2 separate regions of the Mus musculus genome follow, and region 1 is linked to region 2. The links are chromatin contacts, called in public promoter capture Hi-C maps. All regions are on one chromosome and are shown on one strand. The core of a region is the stretch at or near the end of the contact, and the rest is flanking DNA. Distances in the headings are between cores, read along the strand shown. Region 1 overlaps Abca8a (ATP-binding cassette, sub-family A (ABC1), member 8a). Region 2 holds the start of Abca8b (ATP-binding cassette, sub-family A (ABC1), member 8b).

What was found. Promoter capture Hi-C pulls out the DNA fragments that hold promoters and counts their contacts.
Region 1: a promoter capture Hi-C map of liver shows a contact between it and region 2, with 4 times the contacts expected there. The contact joins the enhancer-like site here to the promoter of Abca8b in region 2. A contact is called at or near these places in 3 of 39 promoter capture datasets (liver and macrophages), 1 of 15 datasets of contacts at CTCF or cohesin (the NIH/3T3 cell line), 4 of 484 Hi-C or Micro-C datasets (the AML12 cell line, liver, muscle stem cells and 1 more), 3 of 115 datasets of contacts at active chromatin or transcription factors (double positive thymocytes, embryonic stem cells and pancreatic cancer cells) and 3 of 9 other capture datasets (adipose tissue, liver and pancreatic islet).

The regions. Positions count from the first base shown.
Region 1 is chr11:110,035,627-110,039,569 of GRCm38.p6, forward strand. Abca8a (ATP-binding cassette, sub-family A (ABC1), member 8a) reads right to left here. Exons shown (of 39, transcript NM_153145.4): 30 at 2,717-2,834; 31 at 865-956. Among named protein-coding and RNA genes, the nearest start is that of Abca8b, 42 kb to the left of the region's middle. Within about 2 kb of position 2,390, at least 5 of the 459 cell types and tissues checked have an H3K27ac peak or open chromatin away from gene starts, as enhancers often do. A contact at or near this core is called in liver, where this site is marked.
Region 2 is chr11:109,993,988-109,997,607 of GRCm38.p6, forward strand. Abca8b (ATP-binding cassette, sub-family A (ABC1), member 8b) reads right to left here and starts at 1,858. Exons shown (of 39, transcript NM_013851.3): 1 at 1,625-1,858.

The sequences.
Region 1 (3,943 bases), core at 1,140-3,639, 42 kb after region 2:
GTCCAATAAACAGAGTCTGTCAAGGTTTTTTATAATAATTAGTATTCCAAAGATGAATAACATTCCTTCTTAATACACTCATGGGAAAAGGATAGTTTCAAAGCATTCCCAGATGCCTGCTAAGCGTTTATGTTTACAGTTAAAGATCAGAGCTATTCTCAGTCGTGGTCAAAGAAGGTTCCTATTGCAATGGGATAATATTCATAAGTGGTACAGACATTAAGTGATTCTTAAGTGCTCAGAACTAAATCGAATATCTTTGTTGCTCTTTCCAAGGCTTGGGGAACACTGAAACCAAAGAAGCAAAAAAGAATATAAAAGGCATAGGATGGGGGTGGAGAGCTGTGAACTCCTGAATATGACCTGTGCTTCGCATTCATGAATTGATAGCAGCTGCAGTTACCTACCCACGACCTGCTAACATCTCATCGGGGATGGATGGTGGAGAAGCCCAGGGGCCCTGGTGATTACTGGTCGTTAATAGCAGCTAGGGAGCTAGTATCACTTTCCTCAGTGATGTAACCACTGATAAGTTGTTCATGCCCACGCTCATGCAAGCCACCCTAATGAAGTTTAATGGGTCGTACACGAAGTGGAAGGGAAGGTTTTGGAGAACAAAAAGTGTCTTAATGTGAGACAGAGGGAGAAGAGAAAAGCTAAAGGGTGCTGAATATAATAAAATTAATTCCATACCCATAAAATTATCAAAACATTTAAAAGCATCCCCATCAAACGGCTAGTACCTGCGCCACTTAAAGTGACACTTTATAATTCAGGATAATATTTTTAGAACTTTGAAGGATAATGTTTTTCAAGTTGTCATCTGGGTATCATTGGAGAAAATACTATCTCTCATCTACCTACCTGTCCGGCGCTTGGCTTGGTTTCTCCAGTTATCATCTTAATGGATGTACTTTTACCAGCTCCATTGTGTCCCAGTAATCCTACAACCTCACCTGAGAAAAAGAAGACACCTTAGTAACGATAGTGACTATTATAGGTTTCTCTGTATGATAGGTGCTTTACAATGGGCCTTAAATACGATTTTATATTTTAATTGTCGTGTTAGGTGAAGAGACATAAATAAAATAGGTGTAAAAGTACACAGGGCGAGACATGGCTCAGCACTGAGAGGGTGTATTGTTCTTGTAGAGGACCTAAACTTGCTTCTTAGTACCCATAGCAGGCATCTCATAATCTCTTAAACTCCATCTCCTGGGGACCTGGTGCTTAATCTAGATCTGGAAACATCTGCTCTCACAAGTGCACAAACCCCCACACAAAAAATGCATAGTTAAAAGCAAAATAAATCTTTAAAAGGATCATGTTCAGGCATGATAAAATACTACATATTACAAGCCCTTAGTAGACATCCTGATTCATGAAGAAAATTAAAAACTTGGCTCTGGTATAAAGCAAAGGATTGGGTGTTCACTTTTATCACCCTTACTCCATATAGTACACAGCGATTATGTAAGAAATAAAAAAAAATCTATGGACAAGAAAGTAGACAAGTGGATCATCTCTGTTAGCAATAATATGCTTCTATACGTAGAAAATCTTTTAAAAGTCCACAGAAAGATGCGAGTGGCAAGATAGGAAACCAGCATACAAAACAGGTAGCTGCTCTTAAATGTATTTTTATTTTATTTTATTTTATTTTATTTTATTTTATTTTATTTTATTTTATTTCTTTGTAGGAGTGTTTTGTATGCATTTATGCCTGTGTATCACACGAGTCCCAGGTGCCAGCAGAGGTCAGGAGGTGTCAGATCCCTCAGAACTGGAGCTACTGATGGTGATGAGCTACCATGTGGGTACTGGTGACCAAGTGCAGGTTCTCTGCAGGAGCAATTGGTCTTAAACAATCTCTTCAGCTCCAGATGGCATTGATATGCATCAATATGAACACACTGAGAGAGAAACCCATTCACAACAAGTATGCAAAAAAGATATATAGCAATAAATCTAACTAAGTGGATGAAAAAAATTTATAGTGAAAATTACAGAATAGTGGAGAAAAAACTGAAGATGCTGAGAAATGAAACAAACAAACAGACAAAGAAAAAGCCAAGGAAGGACTACTTGATACTGGAAAGATGGTGGACAAAGTGGGGAGTGGAGGGCCAGAGAGAAACTGGGTGGCTGAATATGATCGGTATACCACATTTGCATGCATGGAAATCTCAGGGTGAATCCCATTAGCCTGTACAATTAATATGTGTTAATTAAAGAAAACTATATGATGGTGTGGGGAGTGGTAATAGCTGTGACAACACTGAAAAGGGATAGAAATTTTTGAGTTTCAGCCACTTGCCCAGAGCCACAGGATGAGGAAAGACTAAGTCTTGTTGCGTCAGACAGAGAGAGTCAGAAGTTGGCAAGGCTCCGCTTACCCTGTGGTCAAGATATCAGGTTGGAATAGCAGAATGTAGGTCAGTTCCCTGGTAAACAGTATTGATCATTAGGAGAGCAACAGCACTGATTGAATAGGAAGACTGTATTTTAAATGGTTCAATGACAAAGTGTGTTTATGGTTTTTACAACAGTGTGACTATGCCCCTACTCAAAGGGGAAACCATTTCTGTCCAGAGAGAAACAGTCAACAGCCACTCTACTGTGAAACGAAGAAACAACATAGCTTCTGAGCATGCTGACTGAAGGACAGGGACGCTAAAGCTTGGAGGATGTTCCTGAGCCAGAACCCGTGTCCAACCTTTTCGAACGCAAAAAGAGATGTTTCTTGTGGCAATCTTCTTCTTGCTCTTAAGAACAAAGCATTTCTTCTTTCCCTTGTACTCCTTGCGAAGGCAGCTGGCAATGATGGCTGGCTTCTGCAAACACGTCATGCCAGGGAATGAGCAGTATAAGTGTAAGTCTAGATTCCCAAAAACACCATGGCTTGTCGGCCTTGGTGCTTCAAGTTATTCTTAGTTAGTATACCTAAAATCTATATAATCTCATTGGTGTTCAATAAATAGATATTCTGAATTCCCAGAACTTTCTTTGCACTAACACGGGAACATAGCAAGACATAATTTTCTTATGCTTTAGTAATATTTTAAAAGACATATCTGCAACTGTAAATTTTACCCCCAAACCCTTTAGTTTTGGCTTTAAAATAATGTTCCAAAATAGTATAATTATATTATTGTATTACATTTAAGGATGAATTGTTAGCCTTCAAAGACTCTCAATTTCACACCTCGCTAGCTTTCTTTGTTCCAATGAAGGAAAAATAATTCAACTCCAAAAAATACATTAAAACAGAGACAAATATAATTAATCCTGCCATCTACCATGTGATTAAGTTCTAATCATTTACCTTATTGTGCTATATACTGTCCTATCTCCTGCAAAATATCCTGAATATTATACTGCAGGTGGTGTGCATTTGTATAAGTTTGGGAACAATCAGGAAGGTAAAATATCCCATTGTCAACAGAACAGAACTCTCAACACCCCAGTTGGGCTGGGTCTTTCACTTGGCCAAGGGCCTACTACCCCTGGGAGACTGGGCTCATCTTAAGCCAAGCTAAAGGGATAGGTGTAACAATTAGTTCTTTAATGAGATGCTGTACTCCATGGACACACCCCAGAATCCTTACCCCCACTACAGGAGCTTACAGGTTGCAATTGTGTGAGAGCCCTAAACCTGCCATATTTTATGAATTGTTCAGGAAAATGGAACTTCTGTTTCTTCCTTCTGACTCTTTTCTAAGCACACGTTTCTTAATACTTTAGGCTTTACTCCTAACACTTTGGGTTTCCTTGTTCTTTCTCTAAAGCCTCCCTCCCTCCCTCCCTGCAATATTAGGGACCTAGCCCAACTGGGGTGTTGAGAGTTCTCTTCTGTTGACAATGGGATATTTTACCTTCCTGATTGTTCCCAAACTTATACAAATGCACACCACCTCATCTACCATGTGTCTTATCTCCATGG
Region 2 (3,620 bases), core at 608-3,107:
TACTATGCAAACATGCTCTGGTGAAACCTCTTCTGCAAACTAAGGGATGTAAATGCTCTTCAAAAGCATTTTTTTTTTCCTGAGGGAGGACACTGGATACCTAAGCTGAATCATGAAAGGGAAGGCTCCCCAGAATCCCATGCTTATCAGATTTCTGGGAAGCCAGGGGCGTGAATGGCCCGGGCTTTTGACCACAAAGTCAGTAGCTCCATGGTGAATACCATAAAATTGGTTCTAAGTCCTAAGAACTGAAGCGAGTGCTAGGGATGAACCCCACACGATGATCCACAGCAACAAGCTGGTGGGTCCTTACCAGAAGTGCTCCTCATGTTTACCACACACAGAGAGCTCACTCTCGTGGATTCTCTAGAGTCGAAGCTCAGGTGATAAGTCCTGGCCAGTCTAATGGGAGACACAATGGCTGAAGCAGGCTCAGGGGCTATTGCCACAGGAGGAACCTGCATAGGGCTGTTAAAGGAGGTCCCAGGCAAGGCAGACAGGCAAGAAAAGAAAGGAGACAACTCATGGAAAGAGAGAAGGAAGGAATGGATGCCAAGAGTGGAGCTGCATCAGGTTGGAGTGCCCACTGAGGGGCCGCTAAGGTGCCTCATGAGTTGTTCTCAGTCCGGATAATCCAGAGGGAACAACTTCTGAGGGGACTGTGTAGTCTGTTGGGGTGGCAGAGTTGTCTGAGTAGAGATCTCAATACAGAATCAGGCACAGCCCTGCAGGCAACTGCACTCTTGTCTGCAACTTCTCTGATTTTATTTGTAAATTAAAATCGCCTCCTTGTCTGTCCACTCCTGGTGTGTGTGTTCTGCGATTTGTAAAAATACTGAAGACATGAACCCTCCTTATCTGTGGCATAAATAATATCCAAAATGTTTAAGTGGGGGGGGGGGGGGGAGGAGGAGAAAGGGGAAGGGAGGGAGAGACAGACAGACAGACAGACAGACAGAGACAGAGACAGAGACAGAGACAGAGACAGAGACAGAGACAGAGACAGACAGAGACAGAGGGCGAGAGACTAAGTGTTTCTCCTCCCCTGTTGCCCTGGGAGGCTGACACTTCTGTGCTGAAGGATGAACATTCAAAGTTAGGCTGTGAGACAGGAGAGCCCTGCACATTTCACATTCTCATTTCCCCCACGGTGTCAGAACAGCCAGAGATCCAAGAACAGTCACAGCTTGCTATTCATCAAGTGTTCTGTGAACCCTCTCCGGAAGCAGTCTCAGAAAAGTTAACCCCAGATTGCCAAATTACATCATCAAAGCAAATAACTCCAGAGGCAGTACAAGCTTCCCACTCAATCCTGAAGTGTCTCAGCTTGACAGTCAGTCTGTTGGCCAATTTCAGCTCATTCGCACACTCATTTTATGGCTCAGCAGAACATCATGATATAAAGGTATATATTTTAATTGAATACCTTGCTCTATTTAATATTACACACCAGACACCAAAACATTTCAGAATAGCCCACTGATTTTTAAAAAACCAACTTTGACACAGATGGTTAGCATTCAGCTCATAAAACGGTTCATTTTTTTATTATAACAACAACAATAATAATCCCGATGCCCAAACAAATAAACCTGATAAGGAAAACAAAATCTCAGAAACTTACTTTCGGGAAATGCCAAGCAGGGACTCCAGCCGCACCATTTAATCACGGGCTCTGTTTAGAATAATAAAGTGAGACACCTTCCCCTCCCCCTATTCTCCAGCACCTTTCTAGAGTTTAACTGTTTGCTGTCCGTGAACGCGACTGGTGAAAGCTGCTCTCAGCGGGAGTTTATGATCTCAGCTCTGGGTTGGTCTTGCCAAACACCACGGACACGTGACCGCGCATGGCTGCTCCTCTTTTACCGCTGTGCAGCCAGCCCCCGCAGGGCGGTGCCAGTTATATTTGGTCACCTGGCCATGTGGCTGTATAACGGAGGAAATTCAATATTCCCAAGCTTGCAGGATGCCTAAGCTGGAGAGCAACATTTAATGCGTTGCTTTTAAACTGGAAGGTGGTAAATCAGAGAGCTGTGTTATCGGAGGAAAGCTTTCTCTCCACCCACAGCCCTGGGCTTCTGACTTCTTCACTCAGGATTTTCATTCTTATTTCTCAGTTTTGCTTTCATTTAGTTCTCTGGTGATTTTTTTCCAGTTCCCGCTGAGCTTTAGTCTTGACTGTTGATTTATGGAGTAGGTTTTAGGGTCTTCATTCTAGATACTGGAGACAATTATCTTGTATGTCCCTTCTGCTCCTGGAGGAAAGAGATAGACATCAAGGGTCTTCATCAAGTGCTGTCCATATTTCTGTTATTTTTGCAGCTTGATTGCCATTTGCTTAATAAACACTAATCATGGATTATGAATATGCTATTTTATTATATATTATTTTAATTATATATTACTGTGTACCATGCTATTATTTTTCTGACTGGTGTAACTGTGGCATTATTTACCTTGGGGGTATCCAACAGCTATATAATTGAACACCAAGCCTTCTCAATCAGAAGGAAATTGTGTTTGATATTCTAAACCTAGTCAACTCTCTGTGGATGTAGCGGTCATAGACCCTAGAGGAGAATGTACCACTGCTATTTTTCTTAAGCAATATAATTTCTAACTGCATTTTAAATACTTCTTATGCCTACAGTTGAATGTAGTTCTCATGCTTCTTCAAGAAGCTTCCTTTTGCATCTAACTGAGGCTACTACAAGGATCCATAACTGGTCGCCAAGAGGTACCCAGACCCAACACATTATGTACACCCATAATATAAGTTCAGGGAACATCCTGGAAGAAGGGATGTGAATCAGAGGACTAGGCTATATGGCTGCTGGACAATATCTTCTAGACAGGATTGCTGCTCCCGGGAGGTTGCAACAATATATCTGCCTAAAGGAAACTTACATAATGACAACCACAGCTGACATGCCAACAGGAAGAGGTAAAATTTCTAGGGTCTACTCCTAGATAAAGAGATATAGGCAACCAATGACTGGTGAGGAACGGAGAACCAGTGCTCTCCAGAAAAAAGTCTTGTAGTTCATCCAATCCCAAGTGGTCAGCCCTAAAGACGGGTACATATGAACAATGTTAAAAGACATTAGGGGTGTGTGTGTGTGTATGTGTGTGTATGTGTGTGTACAATAGAAATTAAGATGCCATGAATTTGAGAGGGAATTGAGTAGACACACAGGAAAAATTAGAGGGGAAATTATGTAAATGTAATACATGTATGAAATTCTCACACAATTAAAAAACAAATTCATTATACTGTTTTTTTTTGTTGTTGTTTGTTTGTTTTAGAGACAGGGTTTCTCTATGTATCACCGTAATTTTTATTTTAAAAAGGTTTATTTATTTTATCTTATGTGTTTGGGTGTTTTGGTTGTACGTCTGTGCATGCGCATACATCAAGTGCATACCTTGTGTCCGTGGGGTTAAGAATTGAGTCAAATCCCTTGGAACTGGAGTTACAGATTGCAGATTACCGTATGGGAACTGAATCTGGGTCCTCTGCAAGAGCAACTGTGCTCTTTATCCCTGAGCCACCTCTCCAGTCCCCAATCCACCTTATTATTATTTTTAACCAATGAACTTAAGCTTTTATTGGTTATTTT